Linked DNA regions of Mus musculus: regions 2, 3, 4 and 5 are each linked to region 1. A link is a contact called in public Hi-C and promoter capture Hi-C data. All regions are on one chromosome and are shown on one strand. Each heading gives the region's core, a stretch centred on a gene start, on an enhancer-like site or on the middle of the called end of the contact. The rest is flanking DNA. Distances are from core to core; before and after follow the strand shown. Region 1 holds the start of Lrrc57 (leucine rich repeat containing 57). Region 2 holds the start of Rpusd2 (RNA pseudouridylate synthase domain containing 2). Region 3 holds the start of Oip5os1 (Opa interacting protein 5, opposite strand 1). Region 4 holds the start of Vps18 (VPS18 CORVET/HOPS core subunit). Region 5 holds the start of Chp1 (calcineurin-like EF hand protein 1).

What was found. Promoter capture Hi-C pulls out the DNA fragments that hold promoters and counts their contacts. Hi-C and Micro-C count contacts between places; a contact is called where the count stands out from the background. Capture Hi-C pulls out chosen DNA fragments and counts their contacts.
Region 2: a promoter capture Hi-C map of adipose tissue shows a contact between it and region 1, with 2.8 times the contacts expected there. The contact joins the promoter of Rpusd2 here to the promoter of Lrrc57 in region 1. A contact is called at or near these places in 1 of 484 Hi-C or Micro-C datasets (CD4 T cells) and 2 of 9 other capture datasets (adipose tissue and liver).
Region 3: a promoter capture Hi-C map of liver shows a contact between it and region 1, with 3 times the contacts expected there. The contact joins the promoter of Oip5os1 here to the promoter of Lrrc57 in region 1. A contact is called at or near these places in 2 of 39 promoter capture datasets (hippocampal neurons and liver) and 2 of 9 other capture datasets (liver and macrophages).
Region 4: a promoter capture Hi-C map of liver shows a contact between it and region 1, with 3 times the contacts expected there. The contact joins the promoter of Vps18 here to the promoter of Lrrc57 in region 1. A contact is called at or near these places in 1 of 484 Hi-C or Micro-C datasets (memory CD8 T cells) and 2 of 9 other capture datasets (adipose tissue and liver).
Region 5: a contact with region 1 is called in a Hi-C map of B cells, with 7 read pairs. The contact joins the promoter of Chp1 here to the promoter of Lrrc57 in region 1. A contact is called at or near these places in 1 of 39 promoter capture datasets (pre-B cells) and 1 of 484 Hi-C or Micro-C datasets (B cells).

What each region holds. Positions count from the first base shown.
Region 1 is chr2:120,605,498-120,611,032 of GRCm38.p6, forward strand. Lrrc57 (leucine rich repeat containing 57) reads right to left here and starts at 3,861. Exons shown (of 6, transcript NM_001159612.1): 1 at 3,618-3,861; 2 at 3,421-3,526; 3 at 3,176-3,314; 4 at 2,302-2,570; 5 at 451-636. The coding sequence starts at 3,504. Haus2 (HAUS augmin-like complex, subunit 2) reads left to right here and starts at 3,885. Exons shown (of 6, transcript NM_025475.3): 1 at 3,885-4,048. The coding sequence starts at 3,956.
Region 2 is chr2:119,033,377-119,039,108 of GRCm38.p6, forward strand. Rpusd2 (RNA pseudouridylate synthase domain containing 2) reads left to right here and starts at 1,414. Exons shown (of 3, transcript NM_173450.3): 1 at 1,414-2,092; 2 at 3,542-3,838; 3 at 4,664-5,732. The coding sequence starts at 1,448. The coding sequence ends at 5,383.
Region 3 is chr2:119,590,976-119,596,739 of GRCm38.p6, forward strand. It overlaps Oip5os1 (Opa interacting protein 5, opposite strand 1), which reads left to right and starts at 3,321. Exons shown (of 3, transcript NR_027832.1): 1 at 3,321-3,459; 2 at 5,284-5,367.
Region 4 is chr2:119,287,093-119,293,251 of GRCm38.p6, forward strand. Vps18 (VPS18 CORVET/HOPS core subunit) reads left to right here and starts at 1,650. Exons shown (of 5, transcript NM_172269.3): 1 at 1,650-2,038; 2 at 3,061-3,202; 3 at 5,606-5,697; 4 at 5,827-6,159. The coding sequence starts at 1,948.
Region 5 is chr2:119,543,852-119,550,009 of GRCm38.p6, forward strand. It overlaps Chp1 (calcineurin-like EF hand protein 1), which reads left to right and starts at 3,856. Exons shown (of 7, transcript NM_019769.3): 1 at 3,856-4,066. The coding sequence starts at 4,000. Exd1 (exonuclease 3'-5' domain containing 1) reads right to left here and starts at 3,776. Exons shown (of 13, transcript NM_172857.2): 1 at 3,156-3,776; 2 at 2,938-3,031.

The DNA of each region.
Region 1 (5,535 bases), core at 2,611-5,110:
CCATTTCTCCAGCCCCCCCTCCCCCAGGGATACTTTTTGACTTACGTTTTTATGTTTTTTTTTTCTTTTTAATTTGACTTGATTAATTTCATACAAAACTAACTCCTTTTCAAGGCAGAATCTCACTATGTAGCCCTGGGCTGGCCTTGGACTCAGATCTGCCTGCCTCTGCCTCCCAAGTGCTAGGATTAAAACCCTGCTCCAAACCTGGCAAAATCTACTTAAATTCATTAATTTTTGCCTCTTTTTTTTGGCTAGGAAACATCAAAAGATGCAGTGCGATAATCAATATGTGGAGAAAGTCACTTGGCACAATACAGTCTGGCCAAGTCTTAGAGCTACCTCCAAAACAAACTTGTCAAATGCTAACTGTAGACATCACTTAAGTTTAATCTCATTAGTTTTTTCTCTGGAGCAGGCACTAAAAATGTAAAAGATGTTAATACACACCTTATCATAACCCTCTAGTTCTCGAAGTTTCTTTATTTCAAAGAGATTGCCTTCCACAGCAAGCAGGCAGATTTGGGAGTCACTGAGGATGCTCTGTGGAAGCATGCTGAGCTCAAGGCAGTTCTCTTCCAGCCGGAGGACCTTGAGGCGAGGACAGCAGGATATCTTCACAGAGAGCTGAGAGATCTGTCAACAACCAAACAGTAAGAGGACAGAGAGCATAATGGCCACGTTACTACACTGAAACAGCTCTTGACTGTGTCCTAGTTTTTCTTTTACCGCCTCCGTTTTCTCACTACCTACTCGCACAGAAGCCTGTAACATACCTTCTGTTACTCCTCCACTTCCAAATTATTTGAAGGTTACCAGTAGCTTTTCAGAAATAAAAACCAATAATAAAAGCACTGTGTATTTATTGTAGGAAATAATGTAAGTTTAAGGGAAAAGCTTACCAGCAAGCTGCCACTCAGAAACAACCACATGAACATCTTGATACCTACCACTCTGCTGAAGCCAAAGTCATGCTTCCCACACTGCAGCATCTGCCTGGACTACCCATTTCTTGAGGCTCCCTCTAGTGCATGACTTCTGAATTTTTCCTGAAAATTTTTTGGGGGTGTCATTTTTTGTTGTTTGCTTTCTTTTTGTTTTTTTGAGACAGAATTTCTCTGAAGCACTGGCCTTGAACTTGCTCTGTAAACCAAGTTTGCCTCTAACTTAAGAGATCTCCCTGCCTCTGCCTCCTGAGTGTTGGGATGAAAGGCATGCATCACCACCACCCTTTTTATTTCTTTATAATTATATTCAAGCAGAAATAAATTCCTAATGCTTCCTATTTAACATTTAGAACCTTCTAGAAAACAATCATTCTTAAAACCATTTCACTTGTGACTTCAAAATCTGTATCAACAGTCCTGTGTACTAATCTCGAATACAGCTGTGTATCTACAGTTTTCACTAAAACTAAATTCTGGTCACTAAATTCTGTTGACTACCTGCATCTCAAACCATCACCTAGGAACTTACAGAAAATGCAGATTCTGCAGATTCTTAGACTTCTCACGTACTGAATCAAACACTTAGGTGACCTTAAGGTCCCCAGGTTATCCAAGTAAGGTCTGAGAAACTGGTCTAGTAGTAGGGAATGTGGAATTATTCAACGAATACCAATGACAGTTCTTTCCTAGAAATCTCAGGAAAAAGACAAAACCAACCTCAAAGGCTGAATATTATGCTAACTACAATTTAGCACAGTAATAACATGAACATAGTAGCTAATATACATGCATAATGTACATATACATAAATGCTAAAAACTCAAGGCTACCGAATCTCAAATGTTTCATCACTGTGCCTCATATCTGAAGCAGAGCACCATCTCCATACTAATGTTAACCAAGGAGCTTCAAAACATTTCACATGTAAAGTCGTCCAATTATAACGTAGCTCCAGAACAGCTATCACATGGATTTCTCAACAATTTCTAACGTCTGACTCTCAGATCCTATGGGTACAGGTCTCATTCCTACACTATATCACCCCTGACACGGCTCCTCACTAAATAATGGGTGTGAAAAGAAAATATCTGTAAAACCTTCGATAGGTTTAATTTTGTGTGTGTGTGTGTGTAATTATCTCACCCTGTTACTCCTTCCTCAAAACACTTTCAACACAATTACACAGCCACTATCAACCCACTCCATGATTCTGGGCATTGGAGTAAGTTCACCTTATATATCTTTTAGCTTCTAATTTCCAACTCCATGATTATCGTTTAAGGAACAAGAAATCAGAAGACCATAAATGCAAACATACACTGGGGAGAGGGGCAAAACAACACAAAGTATGGACCTGGTTCTGGTTGAGATTGAGTTCGATGGCCTGCAGCTCCCCAACTGTGTCAGGTATACTCCGAATCTGGTTTTTAGAGAGATCTACTACATCTAGATGTCTCAGGCAACAAAGCTGGGGGGGTAATGCTCCCAGCTGATTCCCAGAGAGGCTCAGCGTCTTCAGGGCAGACAACTGCCCAAAGGTAGATGGTAGCTCTCTCAGGTGATTGTTGTTGAGACTTAGTGTCTCTAGTTTTTTCAGATTGCATAATTCATCAGGTAGAACAGCTGGTGAAGAAGAAATTAAAAAACAAATCCGATAGAATTAATGACATTTATAAAAAGACAGTATGGTAGCCTGCTTCATCTTGTTTTTGAGACAGGATCTCATTAAGTTGTCTAGGATAGCCTTGAAATTAAGATCTTTCTGCCTCAACCTCTGAGTAGCTGGGGCTACTGTAGGTCTAAGTCACCAGGTCTGGCTTCTTACATAGAATTCTCACAGGTCATGTTTAGGTTTCACAAACTGTTTGGGAGGTTAAGAAGCCATCAAAATGCAGAAAATTGTGTATGTGTGTAAGGGGTTCCTTTTGCTTAGCTGTATTCTAAAAACGATCTGAGGGAGTTTAAAAGATCCTCCCATTCCACCCTGCCCCGAAATTAGATAACTGTTTATATCGATTCCCAAAGGTCTTCCAGGTCCAAATTAACCTAGTAATAATCATTATACCACCCAAAGAGGCTTTTATATTTAATTACAAGAGATTAAAGCTTCAATACTCTAACATTCTGCATCCCCTAAAATGATTTCATAACAAAAATCATCTAACAGGAAAAACACCCTTCATAACTGCTGATTACTAGCAAAAGCTGCCCAGACACAAATTCCATACTCAGTTTGTTGTTGTTGAGGGAGAGGCTCTTTAGCAGAGTGAACTTTCCTATTATCAGAGGCGGTAGGCTGTCAATCTTGTTGTTGGATAAATCGATGGTCCTAAGATTGCTTGTCAGCTTCTGCAACTCTGAGGGGAACTGGAGAAAGGAGCTCACAGTTTGGAAAAATCCTGCACCAATAGTCTTCGCCACCCCGCCAACCCTAGCCCTTTTAGTTTCTTGGTCCGGTCCCCTCAGGTCTCACCTCGGTCAGACCACGGTCTTTAAGCTGAAAGACACCAGTTTTCTGCGCTGTTTCCACATGAGCACGGAGAGCACTGTTACCCATCCTAGCGCCACGGCTCAGTTCCCTGCAGGAAAAGAAGCATAGCTGTCACCGCCTAGTCTAGACATACAGTCGTCGCTAAATCTCCCGTTTGGGTCTCCTGTCCCAATTGTCACCTTCTGCCTATCCCTACTTCCCTGGGGCCAGCCCAAGAGTGGCAAGGAGAAAACAGGCGAGCAGGCAGCGCTACCACAAGGTCCTGATGCTTTGGCAGCAGAGCTAAGGGCCAGGGAGCCTCCGATAGCTGCTGCCGGAACAGGGAGCTTGAGACTCGCCTCCTACCGCTCAGTGCAAAGAAGACTCCGCCAGGGAACACCGGGGACCCGCGCTCGCCTGAGACGCGCTCCCAGGGCTTCCGCCCGGGCAGGAACGCCCTGTGACATCATCAAACCGCGCGCCTGTTCGCGGTGTTGCCCCTCACTCCTCGCGCCAGTTCCAGAGGTGTGCGGAAGCCATGGCGGCCGCCAACCCGTGGGACCCAGCGTCCTCGCAGACTGCAGCTGGGTTACTGCTAAACCACTTGGTAGCTTCGGGCATAGTCACTAAGGTACGTGGGGGCGGCGATGGCGTCATCAAGGTGGCGACAGAATTCTGCTGTGAGGTGGTGGTCCTGGTTATGCGGGCGTGAGTGAGCCAGCTGAGGACTGTGACCATACTCCCGTGGGTTCTTCGAGTGTGAGGGACTGAGTGGCTGGTGCACTGAGTGACTGAGCACTCTGTTTTGAGTGCCTGCGGGTTATCCCAGGACGGTTTGTGGGAGATGGAACAGCGCTCCACTTTTTTTTTCTTCCAGTGACACTACCTCTAGAACAAGTGTTCCTAAGGCTGCGACCCTTTAATACAGTTCTTCTGTAGGACCCCCGATATGGGGACTCCTACTCTAGTCCAGGGATAGGGTGCACCCACGAACACACAAGAATCCTTCTTGTTGCAATACACACGAGGCTTTATTGGCAGAGCTCTGGGCCGACACGTACCTCACACAGGAGGCAGGGGAGTCGACCCCGAGTCTCCAGAGCTAGGGGTTTTTGTAAAAGAAAAAGGGATAGGGATGCGAGGAATTTTAACAAAGGTATGGGATTGGGTCATTCAAACATTAACAGTAAGATTACATGTCAGCCAAAGGGCATCCGGACCTTGTTCCTGTGGGCTGGGGGCTTAACTTTGTTCTCATAGCAACCAGGTGATGTATGAAGCAATGCTGGGCCTCCAAGAAAAGGCCAAAATCTTTCACAGCGTAATGCCATCACAGTTCACCCTTATTATTTTAGCACTATTTATTTAGAGACCGAGTCTTGCTGTGTAGCCCTAGATGGTCTGTAACTCACTATCCCTGGCATTACAGGTGTGTACCGCCATGCCTGGCTGTTAACTCACTTTATAAGATGATATGGCAAAGAGGAGAGGGTAATGGGATCTAATTCTTCCAGCTTGCTGAGAGATACTGGAAGATTTTTTAGTCTTTTTAGGTGTTTCCTTTTTTTTAATGGAGAGGTGTCCTCACTCTATCCTAGGCTAGCCTTGAACACTGAGCCATCTTCCTGCTTCCAGCTCCTAAGACTCCCAAGTCTCTCGTGTCAACCATATGGAGGGCTGAATTTAGATCCCTAACGCCCAAGTAAAAGCAGTATGTGATGGTGCGTGTCCTAGAGCTAGGGGCCAGATACAGGTGGGGCTTGCTGGCTAGCTAGTCTAACCCAATCTATGTTACTATTGGGGTCTGGGCTAGAAAGATTTAGGTTCCTGGCCTCTTATCTAAAGAATTGAAAACAGCTTTATTCTGAGGGAAGGAATAACACAGAATATAGAGAGATATAGCATCAAGATTGAAAGCAGAACACTACAAAGGTCCCAGGTTATAGCCTGAGCTCTAAAGGAAGGAATTGTTTACATACAGGCATGGTTTGAGTGGTTCTCTACTCTTTTTTTTTTTAAGATATATTTATTTTGTAAATGATTATTATATATATATGAATGTATGTGTATCATGTGCATGCCTGTTGCCCATGGAGGTCAGAAGAAAGCATTGGATCC
Region 2 (5,732 bases), core at 164-2,663, 1.6 Mb before region 1:
TCTTGAGATAGGATCACAAAGAGACTGATATATTTAGTGATTTTCAAGGGACAAAGGGTTGTGGGGGCAAAGAGTAATTGGCACAGCAGCAAGTCTCACAGTGGCAGCATCCCAAGTGGGGTTCTTCTCCAGCAACAGATAGTTTTCAGAGGCCTTGCTTGCCTTGATTTGGTCTCTTTCCTCAGTCTATACTTCAACTCTTTTATGAATCCTATGAAGTACTAACATCCTCCCAGTAATCCCTGCTCTGATGAAGTTAGCCAGTGCAGTTTTCAGCATTTTGCATTTAAGAACCCTAGCAGGCTAGGGAGATAAAGGAAGGGCTAGGCTCAGTTGGTAAAGTGCTTGTCATGCAACATAGACCTCAGTTCGATCCCCAGAACCGACATTAAAAAGGTGGGCATTGCAGTACATGCTTGTGAGAGGCCCTGTCTCATTAAACAAAATGGACGGCACCAGAGAAAGGTCATCTGAGGTTGACCTCTCACCTTTGCACACACTCATACATACAAGTGCATGCAACTGGCACACACATACACACATAAGACCTTGGCAATAAAATTTTGATCCATTTGAAGTTCTAATGTGCAAGTGGTTCTGGATAAGAGTTCATGGAAGTCAAATAGGCAATCTCTAGTTCTTTTCATGCTGTTAGCAGGAAGGGCAGGTGTGAAAAAAATTGCTTCTGGGGAGTATGTCTATAATACATATGTACATATACAATTATATATAATATGTAATATATAATATATATAATAATAGCTTTATCAAGGTATGTAACATACTATAATATGCAGCCTTTAAGTCATACAATAGCAGTACTGGGTATACTTAAATGAACGAGTGCTTGATACTCTAGGATTCTCCAACACTGTCCCTCAAAAGTAAAAGCAAAGTAGACAAATTGGTACTAATACAGTCATAGCTGTAGCAACTTTCATTCTGATTGGTACTTTTTTCCTGCTTGTTTGCCTTGTATTCGTTTTTTAAAACAATAATAATTACTATTCTTTTGCTTGTCTGCTTTTATTTTGAGACACACTCTTGAATAACCATAGAACTGAAACTCCTGATGCTCCTTCTGAGCTACAGGTGTGCGATACCTTGCGGGCTCTGCCTCTTTTAAGTACACTTTTAGGCGTTTTTTACAGACCCAGGAAAATAGCGCTTATCTATTTGAAATGTGTACCATCATCTCCATTCAAGTCTTTTATGTGGAGCACTCCCGAAGATTTCCTTTAGGAAATACCATCTGATCTCTTCAATGAGTCTACCTGTGACCTTGGGCATAAGGGTACTCCAAGCAAGGACTTCCTCAGACACCTAACTCTGAAAACAACTCACTTTTCCCTTCTTGCAAACCCGCCTCTGTACTGGGATCTTCCTGATTGGTTGTTACCTTGTGACGCCATCAGATTGCGACCCTGAAGCGGCTAGCCGTGCTGTCATGTGGCGGGGTGTCCCGGGCTGCCTACGGGACATTGTGCAGTGGCAGGTGGCGCTCTGGTCCCACAGCTTTGTCCGGACTTGGGGTAGCTGTGGGAAGGCGATGACTGAGGCACTGTCTGCGCAAGCCGAGGCAGCGGGCGGGCTGAAGGCTTTGGTTCAGCCAAATGGAGATGCTGGTAGCAACACGAGCGGAGAGCCGCTCCTGGAGCGCCTGGAGCCGGCGGCGGTAGGGAAGCAGGTCCCGGAGAGCGGGGACCAGGCCCAGGGAGGCGAAGGGCAGCTCCCGAGCAACGGAGAGCAGACCCCAGCTCCAGTCGCCGACTCAGGCAAGAGGAAAAAGCGGAGGGGCGCCACTGGGGAACGGGTCGTGCCGCCTCCGAAGAAACGGCGCACCGGGGTGAGCTTTAGCGATGAGCACTTCGCAGAGACTACCTACTACTTCGAGGGCGGCCTGCGCAAGGTGCGGCCCTATTACTTTGACTTCCAGACCTACTGTAAAGGTCGCTGGGTGGGCCGCAGCTTGTTGCACGTCTTCAGCACCGAGTTCCGATCCCAGCCACTGTCTTACTACGAGGCCGCTGTCCGGGCAGGACGCCTGCATCTCAACGAGGAACCAGTCCAGGACCTCAGCATCGTGCTCAAGGTGGTGTCTGATGGAACTAGCTTTGAGAAAAGGAGGGAAGGTTTTGGGATTTTTTTTGTTTGTTTGTTTTCTCAGACACACCTTATAAGTATGGGAGTAAAGTGATGGTAATTCAGAAACAATCTCATTTTCTCTTGGTGCTCTTTTAGTCCCCGCTTCCCACAGCCCCAAGTAGGTTAGATAGCCTTCCCACGCTCCAGAACTTAACCTGATCATCCTTGCCAGCAAGGCTGTTTGTTTCCAACAAACAAAATGGAAATTCTCATGTTCCTTTAATATCTGCCTTGTGGCAAGGGCACTGCCTACTTTCTACCCTGCATGATATATCTCTGTACAAATAATAATAGAGACCTCATTTATGTGTTCTTAACTGTATCAGGAACAAAGTTAAGCGTTTTGTGCACTCTAACATTAAACTCAAGTGGCAACTTTGGGGAGTTTGCATTGCTTCTTCTCCCCTTTGTGACCAAACTGAACCTCAAAGTAAGGCAACAGTACGATTCCCAAAGTGTGCGCTCATATTAACACTGAAACTCGTTTCCCATGTGTATAGAATTAGGAAGTCAGGGATAGATACTAGGCAGGTGTTTTGTTTTGATTTATTTATTTTATTTTAGTACACTGCAGCTGTCTTCAGACACACCAGAAGAGGGCATCAGATCCCATTTCAGATAGTTGGGAGCCACCGTGTGGTTGCTGGGAATTGAACTCAGGACCTCTGGAAGAACAGTCAGTGCTCTTAACCACCGAGCCATCTCTCCAGCCTTTTTTTTTTTTTTTTAAATTCAGTGAGACTACTATCATTAACACTGGCTCACAGAGATTGTAAGGAGAAAAGGAGAATTTCAGGATTTGGAAATAACCTTCCCCATACAGATTTTGAAAACCATAGGTTTTTAAACCAAGTCCTAGAGGCGTTAAAATGACTTGCCCAAGAGTATGTAGTGAGCTTGTATCAAATCTGTGTGTAGAGCCTAGAGCTCTGAACTTGTGTTGTTTGTTCGTAACTAGTAGAGGTTGTCTCTCTATTTAAAAGACATTTACTTTCAAATATATTTCTGTCAGGATGGTGAGATGTTCAGTAGGTAAAGGTCCTTGCCACTAAGACTCACAACCTCTTGTCTCTGCGTGTGCCGCTGTTATGCATGTACACACATAAATGAATGTAATGAAAAATCTTAAAATACAACTTTATTGTAAAGAGTATATAAAGAAGCAAAAATACTCATTCTCACCACCAAGAAATTCAATCAACTTTGTATATTTTTCAAAACTAGCTGTATGCCTGTGTATATTTTTACAAAATGAGATCTTACTACACCCACTTCTTTTTCTATTGAAGGCTTTACTGTGACCGTTCCTCTGTGTCAGTAAGGAACTGAGGAGCTGGGGTGACTGACTATCTATAGGTTGCTGGTCCCAGGCTGATGTTGCGTATGTTTTTGACAGGACAATGATTTCTTGCGGAACACAGTGCACAGACATGAGCCACCAGTCACAGCAGAGCCTATCCACCTGCTAGCTGAGAACAACGATGTGGTTGTTATAGACAAGCCGTCCTCCATTCCTGTGCACCCCTGTGGCCGCTTCCGACACAACACGGTCATCTTCATCCTAGGCAAGGAGCACCAACTGAAAGAGCTACACCCACTGCATCGGCTGGACCGCCTCACCTCAGGAGTGCTCATGTTTGCGAAGACAGCTGCAGTCTCGGAGAAGATCCATGAGCAGGTTCGGGATCGGCAGGTGAGTCAGGCTTTTGCCTGCTGTACACTGGAACACAGAGGAATCATAAAGTAGATTGAGGGGCATCTACAACCTTCCTCTTTTGAGGAGGCTCAGCACCTGAAGTTCCAAAGACAGCTATCCTGTATGCTTCAGAAGGGCTTTGGAGATGGCCCTGGTAGTTTGCTGTTCTGGAAACATTAAACATTGTTAAGATTTTGAAGAGAGCTCACTTAGTAGGATAAAGTTGAAAGAGGTGCAAGTAAGATTCTTACTGGTGGTGATTATGCTCTGCATCTGGATCATAATTCGCTCATTGAGCACACGCCAGACTTAATCCCCAACACATTAGAACCCAATTTATGAAACGCTTATGGTAGCCCCGTGAGGTAAATGTTTTCTCAGTTCATATTTTCTTTTTAAAAGAATTTCTATTATGTATTCATTTTAGTTTATATGAGTGTTCTGCATGTGTATGTGTATGTGTGTGTGTTCGTTTGCGCACGCGCGTGCACACATGCCCCTGCAGAGGTTAGAATGAGAACAGCTCTCCTGGAACTGGAGTTAGGGATGGTTGTGAGCCACCATGTAGATGCTAGGAACTGAACCCAGGTCCTCTGGGAGAGCAGCAGGTGATCCTAACTGTGGAGCCATTGCCCTGACTTCATACTTTCTAGATGAGATATGGGATGTATAGAGTTTAAGTAACTTACCCAGGTGGTGAAACTGACAACGCTGGTGTTAGAATTTGAATCTTCCTCTCTCAGATACACTGGTGTACCTGAAGAGAGGATTTAGACTCTGTATTCACTTTGGACTGACTTTTTCCCCTTTCCTCCTGTGCAGCTGGAGAAGGAGTATGTATGCCGGGTTGCAGGGGAGTTCCCTGACAAGGAGGTAATTTGTAAGGAACCCATCTTAGTGGTGTCTTACAAGGTAGGAGTGTGCCGTGTGGATCCCCGGGGCAAGCCTTGTGAGACTGTGTTCCAGAGGCTGAGCTACAATGGCCGCTCCAGTGTGGTACAGTGCCGACCACTTACAGGTCGCACTCACCAGATCCGAGTCCACCTCCAATTCCTGGGCCACCCGATTCTCAATGACCCCATCTACAATTCAACTGCCTGGGGTCCTTCTCGAGGCCAGGGTGGCCACATTCCAAAGACAGACGAGGAACTGCTCCGAGACCTGGTTGCAGAACATCAGGCCAAAGAAAGCCTGAGTATGCTAGATCTCTGTGAGAGTGACCTGACGCCAGGGCTCATAGACTCGACAGCTCCCTCTTCAGAGTTGGCTAAAGACAGCCTGGAAGGGTTGGCTACAGCAGCCCAGAAGATAGATGGAATAGCTGAGGCAGCCCCTCAGCATCTGGACACACCAGAGAAGGCAGCTAAAGCAGATGTGACTCAAGAAACAGACCCGCTCTGTGCCGAGTGCCGAGTGTTGCGACAGGATCCCTTGCCCCAGGATCTCGTAATGTTCCTGCATGCCCTCCGCTATAAAGGGCCAGACTTTGAGTACGTCTCACCCATCCCAGCCTGGGCACGGGATGACTGGCAAGAAGACTGAGGAATGTGACCATTGGAAAAATGGCTTCTTGGATTGGAGCAAGGATGGGCCTTGAGACAGGGACTGCTCCCATTGGTTGATACTCAGGTTTGGAGAAGAGCAAGGTTTCACAGTAAGGAACCTTGCTTGTACCTGCTGCTACCTCCTTCCTTCTGGCTTGTTGGGGCTTTCAGATCTGTACATAGATCATTTTTTTCTAACACCTTGTATGTCCATTTTTACTGGTTTCTTACGATCCCTTCCCTCTTCCCCCCAGTGCTTAGGATAGAATCTAGATCCATTAGAAGGCAAGTGCTCTACAACTGACCTCCAAGCCCCTTAGTATTTCTGAGTTTCTCTAGCTCAGGCA
Region 3 (5,764 bases), core at 2,071-4,570, 1.0 Mb before region 1:
GATCCACCCATCCAGTCAAGACACCATACACAATGAGCCGGGCCCTCCCACATCAGTCATTAATAAAGGTAATGTCCCTACAGACATGTGCACAAGCCAACCTGATGGAGGCAATTCTTCACTCGAGGTTACCTCATCCCAGGTAACTCTAGATGTGTCAAGTTGACAGAACTAACCAGCGCATTTCAAAATTAATTTTAAAATAGAAAATAAATAGGGCTGAGGACACAGCTTGGTAGATAGAATGCTTGCTTAACATGCAGAGTTCTAGGTTCCAGACCCAACACTGTATGAAGCCAGGTATGCTGGCACACGTCTCAGCATGGGAGATGAAGGCAGGGGCATCAGCACTTCATGATCGTCTTTTAAAATTTATTTCTTTTTATGTGTGTGAGTGAGTGCCTGCATGTACATTTGTCTACCATGTGCATGCAATGTCTGTGGTGGCCAGAAGAGGCTCCTGTCCTCTGGAACAGTAGTTCCAGATGGTTTTGAGCCAGCACTTAGCTGCTGGGAAATGAGATGTCCTCTGTAAGAACAGACAGTACGCTTAACCATTGAGTCATCTCTAGCCCTTCCAGGTTGGCTTTGCTACAGAAGATCCAGTCTTCAAAAAAAGTGATTAAACAAAAGTAGGTATGTATCAGATCAATGGCCTGGACACAGTGTTACTGATATTATTTGTAAGGTTAAAATGAAAGAAAATCAGTTGGATTATAGTTGAATACCATATACAAAAAAATGTAGAAAACCAGAGTTAACAGTACTGGGGAAATCAATTTCAAGATTTACTTACAGCCTGGCGGTGGTGGCACATGTCTTTAAGCCTAGCACTTGGAAGGAAGAGGCAGGCAGATCTCTGTGAGTTGGAGGCCAGCCTGGTCTACAATGCAAGTTCTAAGACAGTTAGGGCTACACAGAGAAACTCTTTTTTTTTTTTCTTTAAGATTTATTTATTTATTTTATGTATACAAGTACACTATCCCTGTCTTCAGACACACCAGAAGAGGGCATTGAGTCCCATTACAGATGTTTGTGAGTCACAATGTGATTGCTGGGAATTGAACTCAGGACCTCTGAAAGAGCAGTCAGTGCTCTTAACCACCAAGCCATCTCTCCAGCTTGAGAAACCCTGTCTTAAAAAAACAAAACAAAAAAGTTATACTTAGTACAGTGCTACAATAATTAAGACTGTGTGGTATTCTTCAGCCTCAATTTTGGGTGTGGGGTGATGAGGGGACATGGTTTGTTTATATGGTCTCAGCTATTCTGGAATGCCACTCTGTTGACCAGGATGGCCTCAAACTCATAGAAATCTGCTTGCCTCTGCCTCCTGAGTGCTGGTTTAAAGGTGTGCACCACCACTACCCCAGCCCCAATTCTTAAAAGTAAAAATTTTCAAGAAAAATAAAAACTATAAACTTAACCAAATGAGTTGGGATTGAGGTGGCCAAGGTGGGAGGATTGCTAGAAGCTTGAAGTACGTGCTAGAGATGGCCCAGCAGTTAGAGTCCTTCTTGCTCATGTAGGGACCCACCCAGGCATGAGTCTTAGCCCTGCCATGGTGACTCACAATGATCCCTGACTCCAGATCCTTGGGATCTGATACCTCCTCAGGCACTAAGCAAGTGTGTGGTACATGTACATGCATAATCACAGGCAAAATAATTTACATAAATTTAATCTAAAAATATATCAAATCAAAATACATGAAAAAAATGGATATGGGTGTATTAAACAGATATAGCTCTGATAAGTGCTTGTCTAATATGCATGCAGTCTGAGTTTTCACTACATGTGAGCACACACACATACACCTCAGGCAGGAGAATTCCTCACCTATACCCCATATAAATAGGAAAGACATAGCACCATGGTTTGATGGTAACAGCCCTGCAGTGTCACCTGAACCCCTGCTTAAGTGAGTTGAGGAGGGACAAGACTGTTTCTGCTGGTTCTTTGGGCAGCCCTTCGGCTTAGCCCAGGCCTCATTGCTTGATATCGCTCCTTTGGATTACTGTTGTCTGTGCATCTGTCTGTCCCTACTCAGTCCTGCACCTCACCATATTCCTCCGTTGACACTCACCTGGACCCCTCAGCTAGCTTCAATACTCTGTGTCTTTCTAAATGAGTTCATCAATATCTAACTGTGGTGACTTTTCCCATTTATATCAGCTCTGTCTGGATGTAGTAAAACCTCACTGAACACAGAGGTTTGTGTAATCCTTTGCAGGCCTTCTGTAGTCTAAGTATATACAGATATACAGTGTGCCTATTCATACACAGAGACATACGGTGCAGTGATGTGTGATCTGATAGTAGCTAACACTCAAAGAACCTGTCTTTGGATGGAGGACATTGTTGCTCACTTGAGATTCAGGACATAACCAGTGTGGTAATTCTGTTACATTGCAATTTGAGGCCAGCCTGGGATACACAAGGTCTCTGTCACCAGCCCAGCTATAAAGGGAAATCAAGGCTGATGGCCAGTTGCAGCCAATAAATCAATGTAGCTTGTGAATTTATTATTATTCAATAGGTTCTAACATTCTAATAATAATAACGAATAATGTAATTATTATTATTATTATTATTTTATTAGCCAATAGATTCAATAGACAACTGTGTTTTGTCTTTGTATGGCATAGCATCCTTATCACAGAGGGAAGCATAGAAATTTGGATTTAATAAATGGCCTAGTGATAACCCCGTCATTTAGGAAGCACTGCTTATCCAGAAGAACGTGTGTCATCACCTGGAAGAGTCACACTATTGCCTTCACTACCTCTCCTGGAAATACCGCTAAAGGATCTCTAAATCCTACAACTGGAACAAACAACAAATGCAGTTTAACATTTTCTCAGGCAGCGGGCAGGCCCTTTTAAGGTGAGGAAAACTACGCTACTGTATTGACCTTTAAACAGCAGGCAACATTCTCTCAAGTGGGTCAAAGTCAGAAGAACTGACACCATGAAATTGTTCCTCTGGGTGTAGTGTTAGTCCGGGTATAAAAATCCTTTAGCCAAGAGAGGAATTACTAGTAACAGTATATTTTTACAGTAACGATAATTTAAAATAGTCATTTGGCCTTGTAGTGCTATCTTACTAAAAAGTGAGACTGCCTCCGTGCGGAATGTTTTTCCTCAAGTGAATTACAACAACCCTTTTCCTCCTTAACTTCAACTGGAGCACTAAGCTCCAACAACAAAAAATAGAACCAGAGAGAGGGATTGATTGAAGTACTTCCCAGCCAATCCGCGATGGAAAAAGAGCGCGCGAGCAAGGTGCTGTCCAATCATCACTCGGAGGCGGGGCGGAGCCTTTCGCGCCTCCGCCCCTGGGTTGGCGGACAGGGGAAGGAGCGAAGATGGCGGAGTGAGGCGTGCCCCGGGCAGCTGGCCTGCGGGCCCGGGGCAGGCCTCCCGTGAGAAGCGGAGTACTTGTGCTGGACCGTGTGAGGTGAGCTGAGAAGTCCGTCTGTCTATCGGGAGACGAGCAGCCGGTGGGGCGGCACAACTCGGGACGGGGTAGCGGCGAGCCTAATGAGGGAGCCGGCGAGGCCTGGGCCTGACAGGGCTTTGCATTCGCAGCCGCGTCCGGTCGGCTCCGCCGCCTCCGGGTATGTGGCCGCGTCCTTCCCTTACCAGCGCTCCACGCCCTTCCTTGCGCCCTTCGCTTTGGCCGCTGCGTGCTTTGCCCTGGTTCTCTGAGTTGCACGTACGCCGGCCGTATCGGGAAGCCGCTGTGTGCACCTCCCTTTTATTTTTCTAAGACTATCTCTGTATTGTTTGACCCTTTACCGAAGGCGTCACCGGTTGAGGTTGACAGGCCTGTTGCAGCTCTGGGCATTTTGTGTCCCTGGCGCGTTGACCTTGAGATTTGCTGTAAGAGGCTCCCTCTGGTATTTTCATTTGAGTATGTGTATTACAGATAGACTCTTGCAGCCTTTACCTCATACTCGCCCCTGCCAAACTTTTATGACCGTAGTAAGCAGCTTTGTCCTTGGACGTCCTGATAATGCCCTTATGGCGCATTAGTTTCGGCAAACGGGTCTCAGTGGAATTCACCTATGTTGATTTCTTACCCAGGATCAAGGGAAACGGCTTACGATGCTTTTCTTTTCGTTTTTTTAGAACTATAGTTCTGGAAGTACTGCTGGAATCTCATTTGTGTAGTTGGTGTACACTGGTGACAGTGTAGTACTAACAAGATATTTATATTTGATTCTTATTTAATTTTATCTCTTTGTAATTGGGAGCCCCCTTACTTTTATTGGTATTCAGCTAAATTCTCGGAAAGTCTTTGCTTCTGAATTCTGGATCGGGGAGACATTTGCTGCGTGTGTTGGTGCTCAGGGCCAGAAATTTACATCTATCAAAACCTTGTTTCAGAAATAAACTGGCATATTAGTGAGAGCCAGTTCAAATGGAAAAATCATAATGTGAGTGAATGTTTGTGATAGATTATATGGTTTTTGTTAGCCCTAGACTTAGCAGAGCTGAAGCAGGAAGCACTTGCTTAGGGGGTGAAAAAAAAACCAAAAAACAAAACCCCTCCCCTTTAGCACAAGTAGTTTTTCTTTTTAATATGATCCACAAGTAGAAAAAAATAGGTATGAGCCAGAGGAAGGGAATATAACATCCTTCCTCATCTTAAAAAAGAGAAAGTCGTTTGCTTTCCACTAAAAGACAGCTCTACATTACGGGAGGTTTTCTGCGGAGTTACAGTTTCTCGCCCCTCCAGAGAGACTACAGTATCATATACAGTATCATAAACTCAGAGTTGCATAAAGCTTCAGAACTTCTCCAAAAATGTTATTGTTTAAACACTAATTCCACTAGAGGTGTACAGAAAGTGACATTATGATTATTCCTTTAGAATACTTATGAGAGTGAATTTTTTTAGAATAGATTGGTTGGAATATCTTTGTATACTTAATACCTGTAGTATCAGTAAAGGATATGTAGATCCTTGCTTTGGTTTGAATGAAGATGCCCCCATAGGCTCGTATGTTTGAATACTTGGGCCACAGTAGGTGGAACTTTTTGGAAAGAATTAGGAGGTCTAGGCTTGTTAAAGGTGTGTTTCACTGGCGTCAGGCTTTGAGGGTTCAAAGACTCAGAGCCAGCCCTGCTAGGTCTCCCTCTGCCTCCTGCTTGCTGTTAGAGATGTGAGTGTAAAAAAATGTTTTCTTTTTTTTAAGAATTACCTTGGACATAGTGTTTTATCACAGTGATAAAAAAGAAGCCAAGACACTTATCTTTATGTTCTTTTTATTTTTAGGAACCATATCACACAAGATGAATATTTTCCTGACCTTAGGTGCTTTTATATTCAGCTCAACATTCTGAACTCAGGACTTGGCACGTAAGTAGATAGAGATAATCATCCCAAGTCCTGTTGTAGCGGCTTGAAAGGCTCCATAGAAGCGACATACTAAACTGTTAAGAGCAACAGAAGATGAAGATAAAAATGAGTACAAGCCAGCTACCATGGCTCACCTTTATGCCCAGCTCTTGGGACCTGGGGAACTGAGGTGAGGATTGAGAGTTTGAAGCTAATCTGGGCTATTCTGGGTAGCAAGACATTTGTGTTAATAAATAAAACCCACAAGACCTAGTTATTGAGAATTATTATCTATATGTGCACATGTGTATACACACACACACCTGGCTTCTATTTTGTTTTTTAACCAAAGCAGTTACAGTGTGTCAGATGATAAATCACTCAACCAATAACTTTCACTGTGTACAGAAAACATGCA
Region 4 (6,159 bases), core at 400-2,899, 1.3 Mb before region 1:
TACCTAGTTCTGTGCTGTGCTGAGGGCCTCATCCTATGAAACTAAACAAACCCTCTTGTCTGCCAAGTAAGCTAGATCCATAGTCTCCAATTTCATTAAAATCTAAACCTTTTCAATTCAACAGCAAATCCAAGGCTGAGGATGGAGCCCACGATGTAGCACTCACACAGTATCTGTGAGGCGCTGGGTTTGATTCTTCGGGTCTGGATCTTAATTTAGTCAACAATCCGCTATTAAATACTAGTAATATTTAAACACAAACTCACCACTCAGTGATTTGTATAACATCCGACTGTCCGCACACCGTTAAGAGATTTTTTTTTTCTCATTTTATAAATGTAGAAACTGAGCCATGAGAGAGTTCGTTTATGCAAATGTCTAATAAACATTCACTAGTTAGTTATTGGTGACTGCCCTGGAGCAGGTTACAGGTAAAGCTGGGGTTCCCCAGTAAGTTCCCTAGCAGTGCCCTGAGCTCAGTCATGTGACCTCCACCCCCTCTCATTTGGCTCCTCCTCTGTTCCCACCAGCCAGGTCTCCAGCTGTCCCCACACTCTCCTTCATCTGCCTGCCATACCTAACCTGTCACTAGGTCTCTGGTGCCTTCCTCTGAGATGGTCTCCCACTTCCCAGCTCTCTCTCTCCCGGATGGATACATAAGGCCTGTCTTCTGCCTCAGGTCTCATGTCCTTTTCAAACACCTGCTTCCCAGTACCAACATCAGATCTTATCCCCAGTTATAGCCTCCAGTGGATCACACGATAGCTTCCACAGTCTGCCCAAGGCCAGCCCCGCTTCCTCTCCACCCCATTACACGGCTTATAGGGTTTCGCTCGTGACTTTCCTGAAGACTATATATAACCCCCTTTTCTTTTTCTGATACTAGGGCTTGATCCTAAGGCTTCCCACATGCTAGACAAGGACAGTCAACATCACTCAACGTATAGAGTGCCTGGAAGTAGCCTGCTTCAGTTTTCCCGGTGACCCTTGCCTCTCCCCCTACACTAAGGAGCTACTATGAGGCAGCTTACTTAACCTGGCCATTGCGTTGTCAATTTCTTTCTGTTTTGTTTTCTGGGGGTCTGTAGCCCAGTCCTTAGTAATCCTCCTGCCTCAGCCTTCCCACTGCTGGAGATTAAATTTTGTATGGTTTTCTTTTTGCGGTGTAAGGAAAAAAAAAAAAAATCCAGGTCTTATACCCGCTGGGCAAGGTGCTTATGCACCACTGAGCCACACTTGTGACCCATTCAGCTACTTCCTCTGGAAGCTAGGGGGCCCTGGGGTGAAAGAAGGGACACTCAGACTGTTCTGCCTGTGCCTGTGAAGGTGGACTGAGGCAGCAATTCGATTGAGGAACAGGAGGTAGTGTGACAGATGGAGGAGCACCGCCGGCCTTTCAGTGACAGTCTGAGGGAGTGAAGTCTGAGCTGCGGAAGCCTAGGATCCGCGCAAGCCTGTTACTGGACGCCGCTGGGAAATCCCGGGCTGCCTCCTAGCGCCAACATGAGGAACTGCAGCAGCAGGGTGGCCCGCAAGCGCTCCTCCCCCGCCGCGCCGAGTCTCCGACAACGCCTCCTTGTGGAGGCTCAGGTGCCCAGGACTCCAGTTAACACTCGCGGCTGAAAAACCCGGAAGCACGTCATAAGCACGCGTCACGGGGGCGGGAGTCAGCTGAGCTGCCTGGGCGAGGTTGTGATTACCTGGGATCTGCTAAGGGGAGCCTATAATCTCTTGGGACTGGAGCTGGGGTGCAAAGCTGCGCCATGGACTAGTTGGGGCTCCTCGATCGTCTCGTCCTTCACAGAGAAAGCGAAAAGGGCCCCAGAATTTTTAAAAGGTTCTCAGGATCTGTCAGACGCTGGGGAAGCACAACTTGCAAATCCAGGACGACCGGGGTCCCAGTTGTGACCCCCAGCCCCCAGATCAGAGATCCAGAACTTGATTGCCATGGCGTCCATCCTGGATGAGTACGAGGACTCATTGTCCCGCTCGGCCGTCTTGCAGACTGGTTGCCCTAGCGTGGGCATCCCCCATTCTGGTAAGTTAGAAGAGGCCGCCTCTGCCCCTTTCTGTTATGGTAGCATTTACGGGGGAGAGAAGCTCTAGAGCTTGCAGCGTGTGTTTAGGATCTAAGCCCCAGGCCTTTCTTGTCTTGCCCAGCTTGTCATTGGTCGAAGTTTGAAAGAGCCACAGGAACAGCCTCGTGATCTAGGCCTTAACTCAAAGGTCCTTCAAAAGAGGGAACTTGGGCTCAGATAAGGAAGTACTTGTTACTTTTGTCTATAGGCTGCAGTTGGGAGAACTGAATATAGGTTCCAGGCTTCTGTGTCTTGTTCTATGGATTTTTTTTAAAGCTTTTGGAGTCTGTGTATGTGTTCGTTCCCACCAGACTTCATCTTGAGGTAGCAGAGGAGGCAGAATGAGCACTGAACTTGGTGGAACGTGAATGTTATAAGTGAAGGAGGGTCGATCCAAAAGGGAATTTTGTTACTGAACAGGAACAATGGAGATGATTGTCCCGGGGTAAAGCTGGCTGCAGTTTAGAGTGTAGGAGAGCAGCGCAGGGTTACCCACACTATGATGATATTGCAGCGGACTATCGAGAAAGCAACTGTAGCCTATGAACTGGACTGATAGGACTGGGTTCCCAGAACTCTCTACATACAATGGAGACTCACTGAACCATACTGTGTGGACAGCAAGGAAGGGACTTTAGTTTCTCTTGGCCAAAGACCATAAGGGAGAATGCCAAAACCATCCTCCCTGTACTGTCTCCCCCCACCCCCGTTACCACTGGGAACGTGCATATCATGATACAACCTCATCTCAGGCACAGAGAACCAATCCCTTACTACTGTCACAAGTGTGGGAAGAGCCCAGGACCCTTCCAATAAAGACAACCAGAAAACTATTTCATGTTGAACTCTTTATGAACCAAGACCCTGTGGGTAGGAATATACTTGGGAAGCAGAAGTATCAGCTAACACTGGGGTTTCTCTGGGTTTCTGGGTGCCTCACCCCCCTCTGGACGCCTTTTTCTCTTGTCTTCCCCACCTATAGGGTATGTAAGTGCCCACCTGGAGAAGGAGGTGCCCATCTTCACCAAGCAGCGGGTTGACTTCACCCCCTCGGAGCGGATCACTAGCCTCGTGGTCTCCTGCAATCAGCTCTGCATGAGCCTGGGCAAGGATACACTGCTCCGGTAGTATCTTTGGAGACTTTTAGCTGACTAGGGTCTTTTTCCATACTTAGCAAATGACACAATAGCTTTTCAGGAGATGCACTATTCCTTCCCAAAGAGAACCAGTGTGGTGGCTGAAGATCAGAGAGAACTATGTTCAGATTCCACCCATGCTGTTGAACGAGTCAGCTAATCATTCTGGTCTTTCAACAGGGGGAAAGGTGCTCTCAGCCTCCCAGAGTTAGCCACACAGATCATTGGGACAGTCTGGAATCCTGAAGTATGTCCGCTATTTGCCAAAAGTGTTGACAGCGTTGTTTATCATTTGGGATAAGCCATCTGGAATAAGACAGTTAGACCTCTGTCCCACAAGGATGAATCCCAGCACGAATAGTTATTAGAACAACGGGTGTTGGGATTGTGGCCCAGTGATAGAGTACCTGGCATTCCTGAGGCCTTGGGTTTGATTCCCGGCACTGCAAATGAAATGCTGTAGATAAGTGAGGCTGGAGTTCTGTTGGGAGAGTTCTTGCAGAGCACGCTCAGTCCTTGATTAGATACTCAGCATAGCAGAACCCGGGTATGGTGGTGCACACAGTGCTTGGGAGGTGGAGGCAGGAGGATCTCAAGTTCAAGGTCATCCTTGGCTTCATTGTAAGTTTGGAGAGCCTGTTTTAAACAATCAGACTTAAGTGTGTGGCACATGCCTGTAGTCTTAGCACTCGGGAGGCTGACAGAGGAAGATTGGGAGCCAGCGCTGTGCTGCATAGTGAGACCCCTGTCTCAGACAAACGAAAAAAGGAACAAACCTCTTAGAAACGAGTAAGATGACAATTTATAAGAAAGGCGAGTGTATACAAAGCCCACAAGCAGTGCACCCAGCAAGAACTTCAGGGATGGTCAGCCAGGAAAGAGCTTTCTTTGTAAGTGTGAGAACCCAATTTCAGATCCCCAGAACCCATGTAAAAAGCTGCACTCCGGCAAATATGTAACCCCAGCTCTGGAGTGCATTAGAGACAAGTGAGTCTCGGGAACTTGCAGGCTAGCCAGTCTGGCCAAATTGGTGAGCTCTGGATTCAGTGGGAGACCCCTATCCCAAAAAATACAGTGGGCTGGAATTTGCTTACATGCGCGAGAACACATACACACACACAATTAAATAAGATGAATATTTAAATTATATTCTATTCTGGGTGTAGTAGTACACACACATCTTTAACTCCGAATACTTGTCAGGCGGATCTCAGAGTTTAAGGCCAGACTGATACACAGAACTAGTTTCAGGTCAGCCAGGGCACAGAGAAACCCTGTCTCGAAACAAAGCAAACAAACAAAAAAGAATGAAGTGCTCTTGACCAATGAGGCATCTCTCCAGGCCCTTTACCTCCTTCTAACACATGGAGCACAGGGATCAAACTCAGACATCAGGTGCGGAGTCGAGAACCTTGACCTGCTGGGTCGTCTCACCAGCCCCAGAAATGTACTTTGGGAGTAGAGGCAGCAGAATCAGAAATCCAGGGTCACCCTAGGCTACACAGGAAGATCTAGGCCAGCTCAGTTTACATGAGATTCTGTCTGCCTCAAAAAAAAAAAAAAAAAATGGGACAGAGAGAGTGCTCATCAGTTAAGAGCGCTGGTTGCTCTTGTGGAGGCCCTGAATTCAATTTCCAGTGCCCACACGGTGACTCACAACTATCTGTAACTCCCGTTCCAGGGCAGCCACCTTCTTCTGACTTCCATGGGATGGGTGCATGGTACACATACATACATGCAGGCAGGCAAAACATTCAGACGCCAGGCCAGACAGTGGTGGTGCACGCCTTTAATCCCAGCACTCAAGAGGCAGAGGCAGGCAGAACTCTGGGATTTCGAAGCTAGTGAGTTCCAGGACAGCCAGGGCTACACAGAGAGAGAATGGCTCAAAAAAAAAAAAGGAAGAAAGACAAGAAAAAAGTTAGCATAGTAATAATAAAATGCTTTAGTTGTTTATCTGAACCAAGACGTTTAGTCTCACTAGGAAAGCACTCCCATGCGTATACATCTGCATCACAGATATCTTGTGTTGTGTTTTGTTTTGGAGACAGGGTCTCCTGTAGCTCAAGGCTGTGACTCCCTAACCAGCCGTCTACCCCACTCAAGTGCTAGAGCTACAAATGTTCAAATCTAGTAGTAAACAGCGCTGGCAAAGGTACAGGGAAGAGGACTGCCACGCCTGGCACACTGAGGGCCTAGTGCCCACATGGCAGCCAACAACTCCAGTTCTAGGGGGACCCAGCACCTTCCTCTGACTTCCATGGGTTCCTGCACACATGATACGCTTACATGCATTCATGAACAACATGTACACATTAAGTAAATTAATTAATTAATATTTTAAGAAGGGGGACTTCTCTTGAGAGTGACAACTAACTCTTGCCCTTACAGCATTGACTTGGGCAAGGCAAGTGAGCCCAACCGTGTGGAACTGGGGCGCAAGGACGACGCCAAAGTCCACAAGATGTTCCTGGACCATACTGGTGAGTGGCGCTGGAGATCTGAGGAGGCTTCCTGTGAGAGTTCACTGATGATGGGCGGGATCTGAACGGGGGTGGGGTGGGGATGGGGGGACTCGAGGTCCACTCAGTGCTGTTTTCCATCCGCCCCAGGCTCTCATCTGCTGGTTGCGCTGAGTAGCACCGAGGTCCTTTACATGAACCGCAATGGACAGAAGGCCCGGCCCCTGGCTCGCTGGAAGGGACAGCTGGTGGAGAGTGTGGGATGGAACAAGGCCATGGGCAACGAGAGCAGCACCGGCCCCATCCTGGTCGGCACAGCTCAAGGACAGATCTTTGAAGCAGAGCTCTCAGCTAGCGAGGGTGGCCTCTTTGGCCCTGCCCCAGATCTCTACTTCCGTCCACTGTATGTGTTAAATGAAGAAGGGGGTCCAGCCCCTGTGTGCTCCCTCGAGGCTGAGCGTGGCCCCGATGGCCGAGGCTTTG
Region 5 (6,158 bases), core at 2,606-5,105, 1.1 Mb before region 1:
AATGGTGTGAGTCATCAAATGGGTAGCCCGAACTGAACCCAAGTTCTCTGGAAGAGCAGTCTCTAGCTCCAGTATTCTAAAGCTCTCTAGTATAATACTGAAATTTGGGTCTGGCATGCTGGTGTACATCTTTTTTTTTATTTATTTATTTATTTATTTATTTATTTATTTATTTATTTATTTATTTATTTATTTATTTATTATATGTAAGTACACTGTCGCTGTCTTCAGACACCCCAGAAGAGGGAGTCAGATCACGTTACAGATGGTTGTGAGCCACCATGTGGTTCTGGGATTTGAACTCCGGACCTTCGGAAGAGCAGTCGAGTGCTCTTACCCACTGAGCCATCTCTCCAGCCCCGCTGGTGTACATCTTAATCCCAGGACTCTCAGAGGTAGGGGGCAGATGTAGGAAGATCTCTGTGGTTTGGAGGTCAGCCTGGTCTCTCTACTGAGCTCAAGAACAGAACTACATAGAGAGATCCTCTTTTTGTTGTTGTTTTTCTTTTTTTGTTTTGTCGAGGCAAGGTTTTTCTACGTAGCCCTGGCTGTCCTGGACCTCACTCTGTAGATCAGGCTGGCCTCCAACTCACAGAGATCCACCTGCCTCTGCTTCCTGAGTGTCTAGCTGAGATTAAAGGTGTGGTACCCTCTACCTAGGGAATGGTACTACCCACAATGGGCTGCGTTTGTCTCTATCAATTATCAATCGATACAATGTAATCCTAGGTTTAGCTCTCAGCTGGGTGGTCCCCTCTATTTACAGTATCATATGGAACAATTCTGTTTTAAGGTTGTTGCTGTATTCAGAAGCCCAGACAGATTTTCTTTTTCTGTGATTGTTAAACTTTGAAAGCTTCTTGAGTTTATTCCATTAGGAAAAAACAATAGATTGAAGCAGCAAACTTCAAATCTGAAAGTATACAAGAGTGATGAAGTAATGAGCCTCGTTAAGCCAGGAAGTAGAAAGGTACAGAGCATCTGTAACCAGGGAAGTAACATACACTTTATAGTTCTTTTCCAGTGAAGGATTCCTGGGGTCTTGGGAACGCGAGGCAAGCATTTCCCTCAGTGAAACACGCCCCCTGCTATATCTATATACTTTAAGGTAGGATTCTTGCAGCATCCAGAAGCCAGTATACAGCTAAGCAAACAACAGAGTTCTTTCACTCCCTTCCATGCCTTTGAGACAAGGTTGGAGTCAAGACTGGGCCAACTACTCTGCACAGTACTAGGGTTACAGGTCTGTGTGCAGCCATGCCCAGCTTTCTAAGTGGGTGCTGGGATCTGACTTCAGGTTTCATGCTTGAGCAGCAAATCCCTCTTACACGGAGCCATTTCGACAGTTCTGTGACTTAGGTAGACTCACATCTGTCAGGCTAGAATTTCCAAAATTGAAAATGAATTCAAAGTGAAATGCTTGGGAAGTAAGTTAAAGATAGGCTAAATGGTTAACCCAGCAGTTAGGGTTGCTTTCTGCTCTTCCAGGGGACCTAAGTTTGGTATTTTCTAGCACCCACACTTGGTGGCTCAAGCCCTCTAACTCCAGCTGCAGGGGATCGGATGCCCTCTTCTAACCTCCACTGGTGAGAATATCTCACACACACACACACACCCCTACCTCTCACTTGAACACACAAATACTATTCTTAAAGGTTACAACAAATCAGGAAAAAAGAACATGCATAGCAAAGAATTTTTTGCTACTGTTTATATTTAGACAGGGTTTCCGCAAGTAGCCCTGGCTGGTCTGGAATGCCCTATCTAGATCATGTTGGCCTTGAAATTCAAAAGGTAACTTCTGCCTTTGCGTCCTCAGTGCTGCAATTATAGATTATCAGGTACCAGGTCTAACAGAGGGTTTAATTGAATATAGCCCTAAAGACAGATTAAAAATTAGGAAGGGGGTACTGGAGAGATGGCTCAGCGGTTAAGAGCACTGACTGTTCTTCCGAAGGCCCTGTGTTCAAATTCCAGCAACTACATGGTGGTTCACAACCATCTAGAATGAGATTTGACGCCCTCTTCTGAGTGTCTGAAGACAGCTGCAGTGTACTTACATATAATAAATAAATAAATCTTTAAAATAAATAAATAAAAATTAGGAAGGAAAAAAAGGTCAGGATGAAGAGATGAGCTTCCAGGCCAACTGAGAATGGGATTATGTATACATCTGACCTCAAGATTTCCATACCACAGTTATGATCTCAATGGGTAAGTTAACCAGGGATAATTAGGAAAACAACTGAGTCAGACTAGAAATTTAGTGGGCAGGGAGGCCTTGCAGGACTCAGCCCGAGTAACTTTGAAGCTAGTAGTCTAAGGTGAGTTGAGAAAGGTGCTACGATATCTAGGTAGTAAGCTGGTTCTAAACCAAGGAGTGAAGGGATCAGACTCGTGAAGCTACAGGAAAACTAAGGCTTCACTTGAGAGGGTGTACACTAACATGCAGCTTTCAGCTTTTTCATCAGCACAAACAAAATACCAGAAGAATAAAATGCACCTGGCTTTGATCCCAGCTCTTGGAAGGCAGAGGCAGGTGGATCTCTGTTAACTTAAAGACCAGCCTGATGTACATACTGAGTTCCAGATCAGCCAGGGCTACACAGAGAAACCCTGTCTCGAAAAACCAAAAAGAAAAAAAATTCGGATTTTTAAACCGTAAGCCAGCAGTTGTTAGGTGAAAGCAGGAAAGATGCAAGTTGAGCCCAGCCTAGGCAATATTGGGAAATCCTGTTTAAAGATTTGCCACTCATGGGAGAATTAGGAGTTTATGCTCAGGACAGCCTGAGCCTGTAAAACCCTTTCTAGAAGTGGAGAAATGATTCTCTTTTCCAGAAAAGCCCTGACTAGTCTTGGCCAGGCTTAAAAATCCTAATTTTTAAGACAAGAAAAAATCCAAATAAATAAACCGTGCTCGGTCACAATCTTTCTCACCTTCAGGGTCCTCTGTCCCCACAGCAAAGGAGTTTGAGAAATTCCGACCTTAATTCTAGTCAAATGGTGAGTTCCTTAAACTAACGAGGGACTACTGTTAAAAAAAAAAAAAATTCTGGGAGTTATCCCGGCACAGCTTTGACGCAAAAAAGTTCTCAACGCCAGCCACTGAAGCCGCAGAGCCGACCACGCCCTCGCCCTCCGGGTGAATTACTTGCCTCTTTCCGGAGGAGCCAATCAGCGCGCAGCCTCGAGCCCATTCCCAGCGCCCCCTGCGGCCGGGGTAGAGAGAGCAGAAAAGATGCTGCCAGGAGCCATGCAAACCCCAGGCGGCTCTCAGCGCCCCCTGCGGCCGGGGGGAGGAGCGCAGGAAAGATGCAGTCTCTAGGCGTGCTGGGCCACAGTGGCTGTGGACTCCCTATTCTTAGGACCAGGGGAGTGAGAGTGAGAGGAGAGGAGAGGAGAAAGGAGGGAGAAAAAGAGATAGAGAGATACAGAGAGATGGAGAGCGAGCAAGAAAGAGTGCACTGCACTACTCTGGGGATCCACCTTAGGGTTTTGTCCCTCGTTTCGTGGGTTTGGTTTCTCTCCTGAGTCTCCGTCACCTGTAGGGTGGGACTCCTGGTACCTGAGTCCTGTGAAAAACCTGCTGGCTACCCTAGTGAGTTTGCCTCTGGTTTGTTCGAACACAGTGGCGAGACCGCACTGCCCTTTTAAGTGCAGTCCCTAGCGCCACAGCGGTATCGCCGCTTTAAGTCCGGCGGCTGCCCTGGTTCCGCGGGGCGGGGCCTGCTTCCCTTCGGACTCCCGCAGCCTCCGGGCTGATTCATTCCGGGCTCGAGAGCCAAGCTTTGACGTTAGCGCCTGCGCAGGGCGCGGCCTCGCTCCCGATTGGCTGGTGTCGGGCCGCCCTCCCCCGCGCTCCACCCCTTGTTTCTCTCCCCGGGCCGCAAGAGAAACAGTGCCCTCTCCCTTCTTGACCCCTGGCCCTTCCCTCCCTCCTTCCCTTCTGCCGCTGCTGCTTCTGGCGCTGCCGCTCCCGGAGGAGCTCCCGTCACGGTGATGGGGTCTCGGGCCTCCACGTTATTGCGGGACGAAGAGCTCGAGGAGATCAAGAAGGAGACTGGCTGTGAGTTCGGGTTGGGGGTGGGAAGGCGGCCCGGCGCCTTCGGCTGGCCTCAGTACTGACAGCGGTCGTCGCTGAGGGCTTGATCTGGGGTGCGGTGACTTTGTTGGGATGGTCCCATGCAGCCTCCGGTGCTTTGGGTAACCGAAGGCTAGAATACCTGTACGTTCATCTGTAGCTTCTTGGAGCCGGGATGTGGTTCCTCCGGTGCTGTCTTGCTCAAAAGCCCGGAATCTCGAGCACAGACACCACCACTCCACTCTTGCCCGTGAAGGTCCGCGAATTTTCTTCCTTATGGTTCCTCCTACAGAAGCATCCTGAACAGTAGATAAAGTAGAAGCAAATCCAGGAAATGTGAATGGTTCCTGGAGAAAACGTTATACATCCTAATGAGGTTTCTGAGCAAGAGCTAAAACTACTAAAATCACACACAGGGAAAAACTCAACAAAGAAGATCATAGAGAAAGGCTTGTGACCAGGAACTGAAGACCTCTAAGCAATCAAGAGTCCAAAAACCCGAGTGAGGCTTTTAAATCTGAATCGTTGGAGAAAAGCCACGGGTATAGTGGTCAAGGTTTAAAGACACAGTGAAGACATTTGTCCTATTTTTATATATATTGATATCTGCTGTGTTGCTGTACTTTATGCAATTGATATTGAAATTGGATGTACTCCAAAATCTGTGAATTTGTACCAGAAACATACATACTCTAGTTTCTTCCTTGTTAACCTGAACAAAGGAGCAACAGGGCTTTGGGAATTGAGAAGCACAGAAAACACCTCCATACCTTTGAAAGGCCCTTGGTAGTGTATGATACAATTGTATGGCTACAATGCTTTCTCAGTGATCCTTTGCGGCTCTCTTTGATTTTCGTAAGCCATGTCTTCATGGTACCTGTCTTTGATGATAATGTGAGCAAATAACCCAGTGGCAGATCGTGCCAAGGAGTACAGGGAACTACGGAATTCTCCAGGAATGAGTCCTTGGGTAAATGACAAGTTGTTCTGGCTGTCTGACAAGTTAAACTTTCTAGAGTATTCAGGTTGAAAGAGATGTGGTCTAGCCCCACCCCCTGTCAGGTTGCTTTGCTTTTAATCCCTTACTAATATGTGGCCAATTTTGAGTGAATGACAGAGAATACTTAGCTTTTTATAGAGTTTGGCCAGTCACGCTTAAGGATTCCATGAGTAAAAATGCACACAGTTGGATTTAGCAAGCTTTTACCTCTGACCCTACTTGTAAATGTAATGACTTCTCTCTGATTATGTTTAAAGCCCAGAGTCACGTCATGGGGAAGTATAGTGAGTATGGAGCAAGCTATTGTTTTGTTTTCTTTTGTTTTTTGATACAAGATCTTACCTTGTAGCCCAGACTTGCTTAGAATTCACTACATAAACTGGGCCTGGTGGTGTCCATACCTTTAATCCCAACACTCCAAAGGGAGCAGAATTTGAGATCAGCCTGATCTACATAACAGGCTCCAAGATAGCTAGGGCTACAGAGGGAAACTCTGTCATGAAAAACAAAATACAACACAAAACAAGACAAACAGAAAAATTCACTACATAGCCCAGGCTGGTTTCAAACTCATGACAGTCCTCTTGCTTCAGCCCCCCCAAGTGCTGGGAATATAAGTATGAGCCACCATGCTTAATTGAGGAAAAGCTGTTTTCTTTTCAGAATGAATGGGACAGTGATGTCATTCCAATTTCATTAGTCCTGGGTGTAGGACTGAGTTGTTTTTCCTTGTGACTCATGGACAAACCTAAGTGATCATGTAAGAACTATTATCCTGGTTACCCAACAGTAACTCAAATATGACAAAGATACCCTAAATTCCCAGCAAAACCACTGTATATATTGATTGGGAAAACCTAATGAAACAAAAAGTGAGTTTTCCCAGTGCCTGTTTAATACTATGCTAGACATTGAGAGCAGATGGTAACAAGACACCCACAACCTGGCCAGGGAGATAAGCCAGAGACAAGTTGTGATTAGCATCAGGGCATAAGGAAGCTAAAAACGTACAGCATCCACCTTCAGAATTTAGGGAAGAGAGTCTATGAGCTGGCTTTGTAGGGTATAGGAATTGGG